3 separate regions of the Sus scrofa genome follow, and all the other regions are linked to region 3. A link is a contact called in public HiChIP or PLAC-seq data. All regions are on one chromosome and are shown on one strand. The core of a region is the stretch at or near the end of the contact, and the rest is flanking DNA. Distances in the headings are between cores, read along the strand shown.

Region 1 (3,864 bases), core at 830-3,329, 210 kb before region 3:
ACAAGCCTGGATCTCGGTGCGCAGCAGTGCTTGATCAGAGATTACTGAAATAACCTACTGCTTAAGAGGTTCAAGGATTCCCATCATGGCTCAGTGGTTAACGAACCCGACTAGTAACCACGAGGACGAGGGTTCAATCCCCGACCTCGCTCAGTGGGTTAGGGATCCGGCATTGCTGTGAGCTGTGGTGTAGGTCACAGACACGGCTCGGATCTGGCATTGCTGTGGCTGTGGTGTAGGCTGGCAGCTGTAGCTCTGATCGGACTCCTAGCCTGGGAACCTCCATATGCCGAGGGTTCGGCCATAAAAAGGCAAAAAAAAAAAAAAAAAAAAAAAAAAAAAAAAAAAAAGTTACAGAGGCGCCAGTTGGTAAGAAAAAGAAATGTTGAAAAAGCCAAAAGATTTCTTAACTCCAGGAGATCTACTGTGTTGGCTTGTTCTGTAATTCATCTTTAGTTATAAAGTCCTCAACCACAGATAAGGGAGATAGTGAAAAAATACTGAATATACGCCAGCAGGGGTATCTTTTCTTTGTTTCTTAGGAATCGGGTATCCACTATGAAAAGTATTTTATTCACATCAGAACTTGGAATTTGCATGACGGTGACCGTTGATACTGATTTACGTGCATTGATGGCCTGGGCCAGACGTTGAGGTTAGAAGATAATTTGGAAGGACAAGTTAAGGGGGGAGAATTGTATTTCCCACTCTGTCCCCCCCCAAAGGAATGTAAAAATATAAATATATTGAGTTTGCTGTGGAGGCAGCTGCCCATCGCAAGGCAAATTGGTTCTCCAGGCTCCGAGTCTCTCCCAGCCTTGGTTTTCCATCTCGATTTTAACTTCGGATCTCTGGCTTCCTTCCCGTATCCATTTCCCCCTTGGTTTGCTAGTGCGGAGACACCAGTGACAGCACTAAAAAGCTGAGAATGTGGTTCAAAGGCACAGAACAGAATAAGCAGGCACTGCTGTAGGTTTGTATGTAAAAATGTACGTTTCAGAAACCAGCCTTCGAAAATGCGGCTTTCAGGGCCCAAGAGTCAAATGCTGGCCAGCCAGTGCCCCTGGGTGTCCTTAGGAAGTCATGCTTCTGCACTGACCTAAGGGCCAGCAGGCAAGGCGCTGAAGGAGGAGGCTCAGGAGGAGGATGAAGAAATCAGATTGAAAAGGGAGGAGAGAAAACAACATGGAAGTGGTCAAGAGAAGCAGGACTGCGGGTGGGCTTTCCTGCCCAGGACGGAGCAGGAGGTTGCTCAGGTTTGCAGCAGAGCAAGGCTGAGGGATGCGGGCCTCCGCTCTCCCTGCTGGAGGGGGGACAGATAGTGGCAGGTCTTGCCTGCCCATCAGGCTGAACAGCCGGCTGGTGCTCAGGGGACTCGCAGGCCCTGTCTCCCCTGGGTAACAGCTGAGCTGTTGGGAACCGGTCCACGTGGAGGGACCTGCACCCAACTCGGGAAGCTTGCTGGAGCGAGGTGCAGGAGGTGCACCCCGAATTCCGACAGCTTGCCAGTGCCGGCAAGGACCTTCCTTTTGAGAATAGTTTGCCATAGTGAATTCTGAAATGGAATCAATGACCTCATGTCAAGGGGCTGCGGAAACCCTCCAAACGGGGGAAATTCCTTGGCTCTCTCCTCTTCAGTTTGGAGTGGCGTTTTAAAGCAACAGATCATTTTAGGCCTGGGTCTCAGCATGGCAAGAATAAACTCATAGTTGAGAGACATGAAAGCAATCATGTGGCTTTTGTTTATTTCCCTCAAATCGGGGTGTTTCGTAGCATTTAGAATGTAATGCTTGCAAGTTCTTTTCTTTTTTTGTTCCATTCTATCGTGATTCTCCATCTAGCTTAAGGAAAAAAAATTTTTTCTGCTGTCATGGCAACAGTGGAAGTGACGACTTGAATAAAATTATGTGACTGAAAAAAAAAAAAAAAAGCATGGGTGGTATAGGAGTTGCTGAGAATTGTATGCTTTTGCATTTAGGACACTTTTTCCCTTTTCTTATATTTAAAATGTGCAGTCTCTCCCCTCCAGTGCCTTCTCCCTCCGGTTGTCACATTGCTCTGGGGCTGGACAGGCCACCTCGGCTTGGTCCTGACGGTGGCACACTTATTTGACTAGTGCAGCCCGAGGCCTTCCGAGCCTTCCTTGTGGTTCCTGAGGAGCCTTTGTTTACCAGCAGGATTCTTCCCAGCTTCAAGAAGAATTTGATTCTGAATCCTAAGCTCTTCCCAGAAACAAACTGGAAACCGTTTGAGGAAAACTTGCCTTTGCCTCAAAGGCAGCGTGCGGTGCCTTGGGAGCGCGCCCTGCGTCCCTCCTGGTTTGGCCTCTCCTGGGTGGCATCCCCTCAGTCACAGGGACTTCCTCCAGCCGCCACCAGAGGGCCTCAGTCCTGCGCGGGAGAAACTGCCTTGGCCTTAGAGGGGAGTGGACTCTCCCCATCAGTTCTCAGTTAGGGCCTCTGAGGCCTCATCTGCAGACCCCAGGCTGCTTCACTTGGGCCAGCTGATTTTCCTTTCCAATTTTGAACCGGTTCCTAGGAGTGTCTCAGTAGCTGGGACCACCTGTATGCATCAGATTTGGATTGGATATACACTTTCATTTGCATATTAATGACGTAAACCCTAGACCTGAGCGTCCATATTTTGTTTTCTTCTTGGGTTGCATGTCCCTTTGAGAGTTCACATCTCTTTTGTCAGGAAGGTGGTGGGTATGGTTGGAAGCTCCCAGCTTGCCCTCTCACTGGCCGTGTGAACCTGGGCAGGCCGTTTCTCTCCAGGGTTGCAATGGACTAAGTTGTGTTGGATCATTATAGCTAGAAAATTCGGTGCATCTGTAACTGGATGTGTTTCTCATTCCACAAGGAAGGCACGGGAGACCTTCCGAATGGCCACTTGCTATCTGGTAGCCTTCCCTGAGTTATAACATTGGGATTTGAAACTACCCCCTCCAGGCCTAATTTCCACCCTGTTTGAACAACCCTTTAAACTGGGTCTCCAACGACATGGTCCCAGTCCTACCCTTACTGCATACGGTTGAAAATGCCATGCTTTTAGTACATAGTAGGCGCTTAAGCTGCGATCCTGGAGTGACATCAGCCCAGTCCTTCCTCCCCTCCCTTTTCCAGCCGTAGCTGTTTCCTTCGCCTCATGTTCCCTAAGAGAACTGAGCTTCAGTCCAAAGCCAGTGAACACGGATGCCGTAAAAACAAATGCAGGGGAGAGCAGCAGAGATCGCGCGTCCCAGAGCCTGTTACCTAATTTTGATTCATGTCCCCTTTGGTGCTGCCCGGAGTCCTGAGCCCAAGCTTCTCTTTTTATGCCACCGTAAAGCTTCTGATCTGATATCATCTGCTATGTGTGGGTGAGAGGAATATGGGCGTATTTCTGTAGCTCTGCCAGCAAAGCGTTCCCTTCAAGTTCTGGGGCTGTTCTTGTGAATGAGAGTCCTGGGATGTCATGTAGGTATAAGATACGAAGTAATAGCCCTTGTGAGTGCTCGTAACATACAGAACCCACATTCAGTTTGATTTAATACTTTCGTGCCATTTAAAATGTCATCCAAGAAGAGAGCCGAATATCTAGAGCATCTGCCACAGCCCGCAGAGGCTGGTGGCCAGCTCTGCACCGGCTGACCCGCTCTGTGGCTTTTGGGAAAGATGAGATATGTTCTAATGAGCGGGTTATAAATATCACTGGGTTATGTCATAGGAGGTGGCAGCGCTCGATGTAAAGGGACCTGCTGGGCCGGGCACAGCCTTCAGAGGGGGCAGACAACAAGTAGGATCTGGGCGCATGGACCAGGATTTACTCAAGATTTATTTGTCCCTTAAGGAAACATGTCAGCAGCCATGCCTCTGTGACGTG
Region 2 (3,842 bases), core at 773-3,272, 150 kb before region 3:
ACCGTCATCAAAAAATGGAATTTCTGAGAGGAATACGAATGGATTTGGGACACAGAAGTCACGGCTTCCTACGAAGGAGTGAGGTTACCGAGGGTTTGGGAAGAAGCCCAGCGTCGAAAGGGGTTCCGGCACAGGGCCCAGAGTTGGAGGGGAGACAGGAGGGAGTCCCTGGGCGATTTTGTAGGAACGCCTCAGCCTTGAAAGGGTTTCAAAACCCAGCTTCAGGTCCTCATTCTCCCCAGGTACTGTTAAACCTGCCCAGAATCTCAGGTGTTCAAATATCCATGATGTACGTGTTTGATCAACCCTTGTGCTTGGGTGATTTTGAAGAAATCCGCTGTTGGATTTTAGACGTTAAGGTTGTACGTTTTCCTCCTCAAATTTGGATACATCTGCTTTGTATGTGGCATTGCAATTTGTTTCTTGGATGGAGATATTTTGGATTGGAGTTTGGAAAGGTGTGGGGTTTTTGTTTGCCTGTTTGCATATTTCCTTGATGTCTAATGGAGATCCAGGACAAAGACGCTTGAAAAGACTCACTTGGAAAGCTCTGTCTAAGGTTTTGACACTTATTAATAAGTATCGTCAGCAATACTTAAAAAAAGAGAGAGAGAGAGAAAACAGTTCAGCTAAGACTGTTTAACTTCGCTAAAAACTTCTGGCAATTTGTTATGTGTCTCCATTTAGAATGAAGTTATCTCGGGCATAATGAAAAGTAAATCAGTTTTGTGGAAAGAGAGAAACCGTTTGTTTAGGGAGAAACAAGGGATTTGGTATGGGCTGTTCTCCTGGGAAACAAGAGTCTCTTGTGTCACTTCATTCGTCACACTGTCACTTGAAGGAGGCCTCTGTTTCCACATCTGTGGTTCACATCTCGGGACTGTCAGAAAGACAGCTTCACATGCGGCAGAAAGGGAAGCAGCTCCTGATAGTGACAGAGCGTCAGGTGCTCAAGTGGTGGCTTCGTGTGTGTGTGTGTGTGTGTGTGTGTGTGTGTGCGTAACAAGTCTTTTCGGTTTTGTTTTAAACCAGATACCCGAGGCTCTGGGATACGTCCGCCAAGCCCTTCAACTTCAAGGCGACGATGCCAACTCCCTGCACCTCCTTGCCCTCCTGCTCTCAGCACAGAAGCATTACCATGACGCCCTGAACATCATTGACATGGCCCTGAGTGAATACCCAGAAAACTTTATGTAAGTCTTGTCCCGTAGATGGAAGGTGTTACATTTACTTCTTTCCCGTGCCTTCTCTTCAGCCTGTCTAAGCCCTTCACGGGACACCCCAGCGGCAAACAGTACAGAATTCCCCTCCCTCTTGCTTTCTCGTGATGTTTAGACACGAACGTCATCTGTCAGGTCAACCTTCCTAAACTGAAATTCTCTCCGTTCTTCCCCCATGTATACCTTTGGGGCACACCCGATGATTTTAAATGGATTATGGTGAACATTTTTATATTGATAGGCATTTTAAAAGGTTCATGAGAAAAAAATACAGCTGCACAGCAAAGTGTGATTTCATAGAATTGTTGCCCAGAGGGAGACTCTTAAGAATTTTTAAATGAGCTGTTTTAAATTCAATTTAAAGGAACATATTAATATACGTGGAGGTGGCAGAAGCTGTATGGAGCAAACTCCAAAGACTGAAATTTGGGAAACGTTGCTTTACAGCTTCTTTGCCCTACGTTGCCAAGGACGCTCATTAGTTCCAGGTGATTAGTATATTTTAGGCAACTTTGACAAGGATACCTGACCTCTCTGTATCTTCGTTTTATTCTCTAAGAAGTGGAATTCCTTCAGTCCGTCAACAGTGTCTGCAAGTAATCCAAGAGTTGTCCTTACAAACTGCCATGTGATGGAATTGTCTGCTTATCTCCACCTCTTCCCTCTGAATCCCTGAATCCAGGCCCGCTGGTTAGGCTCTGTTGAGAAGGACATTGTCTTTTGGGCGACACGGTTCCCATTTTATCCTCAGTGGAGTAGCTTAGTAACCAGCGGCCAGAAACAGTAAACAGTCGCGCAGGCTGGCAGGTTCTAATTGTCTAAGTGGCAGGGTCAGCAGTGGGCGGGGGCCGGGGGAGAAGGGAAGGCTGGCTCTCTTCACTTTCAGAAATAATGCAGTCGCAAATTTGAAGTGGATCGGCCTTGGCTTTATTTCTCTGCCTCATCACCTCACTGTGGTTTTAATCAGTGTGTTTCAGCAGCTCCCCTTGGAAAATTGGTTCACACATTTCCATTACAAACATTGCTTTGTCTTCAAGTGAAAAGGGCACTTCTCCTGTCCCCGTCGAGAAAATTCTCATTATAATCCAGGAAACCTCTGACTAGAGAGTTCTTTTGTAGGTTCAGCTATTTATGCAGAGTGAATTAAAGAGCTTTGCTGCAGTGTTTCACTTCTTGCCGATCTCAAACCTGCTCTTTTGCACACCGAGTACATTTCTGGATTTTATCCAAAGCTGTCTAGTCCGTGGAACCTTAGAGGGTGCAAGCACTTAAAAAAATACCCAGGCCTTTACCCATCAGTCGTAAAGCACAGCCTGATGCAATTGCATTCGGTGTCTCTCACCAACATTTATAAATTAGCCGTCCCTCCCCAGCACCTTCCTTAGCTGTGAGACATTAGACTCCAGTGTGTGGCTCCTGCAAAGACAGCCTGGGGTGTCATCCGAGAGGAGGCTTATTAAACTAATAGCCACACCGCACAGTAAGCAGTAAACAGTGGTGGCTAATATGGTAATGCCTCCAAGTGACAGCAGCTGACAGCCTTTTCAAGTAGTAGAACTAAGGAACAGCAGTAGAGATATTTGAGGAATGCAAGCCTGTTATTTTAATGTTAAGCTGTAAGCTCAAAAAAGCCAAGCATATGGCAGCAGGGCTGAGAGCAGTGGATGACTTGTTTGCTTTTTAAATATTTGTATTTTTTCCTTTGTGATGGGAAACTTCTTCCCAAGAACCCTTTATTAAAAGTTGGGGCCAGATGTATTCAGTGGATCCCATGGTTTTTTTTTTTTTTTTTTTTTTTTTTTCTTTCCCCCCAACCTAGGTCAAACATTTCAACACCAACCTAAACAAGATGACGTGGGCACTTGTCCCAACTGCCATGTAGCATTATCTGTTTGTTTGTGACAAGCCTGTCTCCAGCAGAGGAAGCCTGGGATGGCCTCGTGTTTCTCGAGTCTGAGTGGCCATTAACCTCCCACGGGCTGCGTCTGTGGTAGGTGGCTCGTCAGCCTCTGCTGGATGGAGGTGAGAGCCCGTCCCACTGTGAGGGTCAGGCCTGCCCAACTGTTGAACGGAGAGCTCACTTAACCGGCCTCCGAGCCTGATGCAGAGAAGTACAGAATTTTTTGGTCCCTGTTAAGTTTATTCAAGATACTTAACCACCAACTTATCTCATGGCGACAGTAAGGATGGGTAAACACTGGCTAGACCAGCTGCTCCTCCAAGGGCGTTCAGCTGTCCTCGCAAGCACTTTGAAGGCATTTGTGCGTGGTTCTCCATGGTAGAGAGGAATTCATATTTTATCACTACTGCTAATACAGTGTCTTCAAATGTGATGTTTTAGAATGCTTTAAAATTTTAAAATGTTGAGTAGAAGCAAAATACTATTTATTAAATCTATATAAGATAATAATATAGGAGTTCCTGTTGTAGCTCAGCAGTAATGAACCTGACTGGTATCCATGATCCCTGGCCCCAGTCAGTGAGTTAAGGATCCAGCCGTTGCCCTGAGCTGTGGTGTAGGTCGCAGATGCAGCTCGGATCCCGTGTTACTGCGGCTGTAGCTCTGACTCCACCCCTAGCCTGGGAACTTCCACATGTTGCAGGTGGGGCCCTTAAAAAAAA
Region 3 (3,882 bases), core at 580-3,079:
ACCCATTCTGTGAGGCCAGAGGATTGAACCCACATCCTCAAGGAGACCACATTGGGTCCTTAACCTGCTGAGCCACCATGGGAACTCCCAAAGCTCTTCTTTTTGCACAGCTGAAATCGGTCTAGCAGACACTTCCACCTGGGACCCTTGGTAGGCCTGCCAGTGCCATCCTGAGCAAGCCAGCTGCCTCTTTCTCAAGACCACCTTTCAGAACTGAGTCTCTCTCCATTACCCTCTGCATCACCTACCAGGAAGTAGTGAGGAAATGGGTCAGACATTCATGGTCTAAGTCATCAAGTTTGGTTCCATGGAAGCTTCCCTAAGGTTTGAGGTTTTGGTGCTCTCATGTTGAGACACCTGCACCCTCTCCCTGGTTCTGCACCCCCCCAAACTGCACCTCAACTCCAAACCATAAACACAGGCCTGGATGCCAGGGTGCTCAGGTGGAAGGCACAGGTAAGGCCTCACAGGTTTCCTGGGTGTGAGAGTACCACCCTTTCCCAGTACAGTTTAACAGATGCCAGGCCTAAGCAGTAGGCACCGTTTTCTCAGAATGGCTCAGAGAATCTGTGCAGAGTTCAAGGAACAGCCAAGACAGATGGGGAGAGGGAGAGAGGAGGCAAGCAGGCAGAGAGAAGAGGCAGTGATGTGCCAGCCTCAGATGCCAGAGCTGACCTGCCAGGAGCCAGCTTGCTGTGATTTATGTGCTACCATCCTTGGGGTGGCAGAGGAGCTGAAATCCTTTCTGACATCTCAGACTGAACTCCTCAAATCCTAGCAACAGCTTTTCCCCGTCAACACCCAGGCTCACCAACAACAGTTGAGCAGAATAGCCCTGCCCTGACGAGCCCGTTCAGGGAAGACTTCTGCCAAAGACTGCCTGTCAGGCATGGGAACTTAAATCCCACACAGCGTTGAGGTTGGGTGCGAAGCCTGGCTTTCCCACTCACTTGTCCCATGACCTTGGGCAATCAGTTGTCCTCACCCAGGCTCAATGTCAGTGGGGAGTTAGCGTTGATAATATGAATAAAATATAAGGTTTATGTCTGCTCTGTAGGAAAACTCAATTAACGGTAACCATTATTATACATGTTCACGTTCCTGCCAGACTCGGATGAAAAGGAGAGAGGGCCAGACAAGAAAGACCCTGGTCCCCCCCAAGGCTTGTGGCCCCACGGGAAGGACATCCAAGCGGGTGGATGCGGTGTGGCGGGACTGGGGCAGAACCTGGTCCTGGGGAGTTCTGCACAATAGTGGCAGCAGGGGAGGACGTTTGAGCAGGAACTCTCTCCTTTTGCACGTGAGGAAGCTGACGTCTGGCAACACAGCGCCTCACTCGTCATCGTGGCAGATCGTGGACCTCCGGCTCCGTCTGGTCCAGCGCTCCACCCCACGTGGGCTTCCTCTGCGAACCCGCACTAGACCTTTGGGAGCCTGGGGCGCAGAGAGGCGCATAGTCAAGGCCAAGTTCCCAACCAATAGGAACCCACAGCGATGATGTAATGCTTAGCCTCCACTGTCATTGGCTGTCCTTCCTGCTACTCCGGAACCCCCTCCAGGGGCTGTGCTTTTCGCAGCAGGGTGTTTTTCCGCAGAAGGAATCACTGGTTTGCGGAGGGGGTCGGACGAAAACTGGGGGAGATGAGGACTGAGCCAGGAGCCGGACCCCTCCCTGAGTAGACCTCGGGGAATGGCAGCTGCCGGCTGCTGCCCTTACCAAGCTCAAAGCTCCTAGGGGAGCGCAGGGAGAGGGTGCCAAACTCCCCTGCTCCATCTCCCCCTGGGGCAGCCCAGCGTCTTCTCGTCTGCTGACGTGCAAATCCTAGGAGAGTTAGGAGAGAACTAGGCACCAGCCCAGCCGGCCCTGGAGACGGCCCAGTCCCCGGAGGGAAGAGGCTGAGCTGAGAGCGCGGGGCCTGGGTTCAGCAAAAATAAAGCACGAGGTTCGGATTCATAGGACCTGGTCTAGACACGTGACGAATTACAGGTCTGAGTCCAAAACGGGGGACTGCCCAGGACTCGCTTTGCCTTGGAAATCACTGTGCTTTTAAAAAAGAACATTCAAATGGCCTGAGGGAGAAGGAAGGGGGGGACGGGAGGGCGGGTAGTTAGGGATGAGGGATGAGGCAGCTTTTACTTCTCTCAGGAGGGAGTGAGACACCCCTGAGGGCCCTTCCTTCCCATCCACTAGTCCAGGAATCCCAACCACATACACCAGTAGGCAAGGACCTTGTCCCCCCGCCCCAACCCTATGAGGGAATCACTGTTGTGATCCCCATTTTACAGATGAAGAAACTGAGGCAGGAGAGGTAAAGAGGCAGGAAGCCGGGACCTGACTCAGGACTACCTGATGCCAAGGCTAGTGCTCTAATGGTTCGCACAGGTGGCCAGGGGGAGAGTGACCAACTTGGGCACGGGGATCCTGGGATAGAGGGGCTGCCCAGATAGGGAAGGGTGGGGAAGGGAAATCCTGCCTTGCAAAAGCCCACGTCCAGTTAGGACCCTGGGAACATTCTCTCACTTCCTCAGAAATAGGGCAGAGGCCTAGGACTAACCATCCCCCCACCCGATTGCCCTTCCTGGGGCAGAGGCAGTAGGTCCTCCCTTCCAGAACCCCGGCTCTGGTTCTCCAGCCTAGGTCTGAACTAGCCTTCGTCCCACCTACTTCCTACCTATTTTCTGCCAGAGGTGGGTTTGCACGTGAAGTGGGGCTCTGGCTCTGTGGAACAGAGCAGCCTCACAGGGCCTGAGATGTTGCAGTTCCAGATCGGGTCTTGGCCTTGGCTTCTTATCAGCTGTGGGATTCAGGCAAGGTCTTGGAGCCTCTCTGGGCCTCCCTCAAGGTCCTGGAGATCACACACACACACACACACACACACACACACACACATTCATGTTCAACATGAGGAGGACACTCACGTGTCTTTCCAGGAATGTGGAAGCAGCCTTTTGATAGATGTTTCAAAGGCCTGGCCATTAGCAAATTAGAAAAAAAATGGGCTGAGAAAGCATCCCATCAGACTGGCCTGCTTGTTGGTGAACCTAGCAGGCACCCAACCGGTCAGTTCAGCAGATAGTGGTCAGGCTGGTGGGCGGTCAGCCAGATATGCTCTGGATCCATCATTCAGTAGCTGGCCGGCTCAGCTGCCCTGGAGGCTTCAGGGACCCAAGTGAGAGGGTGCTGTGGGGGTGCCTTCAATCCTCCCTTTGAACCACAAATTCTGGGCTGCTCCCCATCCCCATGCACCCCACACGTTCCCACCTCCAAGTCCTGTCTTTCCATTCCCTTTATTGAGCAGAGTGTTAAGCTCTCTATTGCACAATAATGCTACATCACAAACCATAAAACCCATTGCTTAAGAGTATGCATTTCTACCATATAATATCACCTATATGTGGCATCTAAAATATGACATAAATGTACCTATTTATGAAACAGAAACAGACTCACAGACATAGAGAACAGACTTGTGGTTTCCCAGGGTGGTTGGGGAGGGAAGAATTAGGAATTTGGGATTAGCAAAGGCAAACAATTATATATAGGATGGATAAACGACAAGGTCTTATATTGCCCAGAGAACTATGTTCAATACCCTATAATAAATAATAATGGAAAAGAATATGAAAAAGAATATAGAGGGAGTTCCCATTGTGGCACAGCGGAAATGAATCCGACTAGTATCCGTGAAGATATGGGTTTGATCCCTGGCCTTGCTCAGTGGGTTAAGGATCCAGTATTGCCACACACAATGGTGTAGGTTGCAAACGCAGCTCTGATCCCCAGTTGCTGTGGCTGTGGTGTAGGCTGGCAGCCACAGCACCAAATTGACCCCTGGCCTGGGAATTTCCATATGCCAAGGGTGTGGCCCTTGAAAAATTATT

What was found. HiChIP or PLAC-seq counts read pairs in DNA pulled down with a chosen protein or histone mark.
Region 1: a contact with region 3 is called in an H3K27ac HiChIP or PLAC-seq map of skeletal muscle. The contact joins two enhancer-like sites. A contact is called at or near these places in 1 of 47 Hi-C or Micro-C datasets (skeletal muscle) and 1 of 2 datasets of contacts at active chromatin or transcription factors (skeletal muscle).
Region 2: a contact with region 3 is called in an H3K27ac HiChIP or PLAC-seq map of skeletal muscle. The contact joins two enhancer-like sites. A contact is called at or near these places in 1 of 47 Hi-C or Micro-C datasets (skeletal muscle) and 2 of 2 datasets of contacts at active chromatin or transcription factors (alveolar macrophages and skeletal muscle).

Annotation. Positions count from the first base shown.
Region 1 is chr7:112,412,181-112,416,044 of Sscrofa11.1, reverse strand. The region is part of intron 5 of TTC7B (tetratricopeptide repeat protein 7B); the gene reads left to right. Among named protein-coding and RNA genes, the nearest start is that of TTC7B, 110 kb to the left of the region's middle. Within about 2 kb of position 2,079, at least 12 of the 83 cell types and tissues checked have an H3K27ac peak or open chromatin away from gene starts, as enhancers often do. A contact at or near this core is called in skeletal muscle, where this site is marked.
Region 2 is chr7:112,359,096-112,362,937 of Sscrofa11.1, reverse strand. TTC7B (tetratricopeptide repeat protein 7B) reads left to right here. Exons shown (of 20, transcript XM_021099609.1): 15 at 1,033-1,193. Among named protein-coding and RNA genes, the nearest start is that of TTC7B, 160 kb to the left of the region's middle. Within about 2 kb of position 2,022, at least 27 of the 83 cell types and tissues checked have an H3K27ac peak or open chromatin away from gene starts, as enhancers often do. A contact at or near this core is called in skeletal muscle, where this site is marked.
Region 3 is chr7:112,204,173-112,208,054 of Sscrofa11.1, reverse strand. No RefSeq gene overlaps it. Among named protein-coding and RNA genes, the nearest start is that of CALM1, 45 kb to the right of the region's middle. Within about 2 kb of position 1,829, at least 66 of the 83 cell types and tissues checked have an H3K27ac peak or open chromatin away from gene starts, as enhancers often do. A contact at or near this core is called in skeletal muscle, where this site is marked.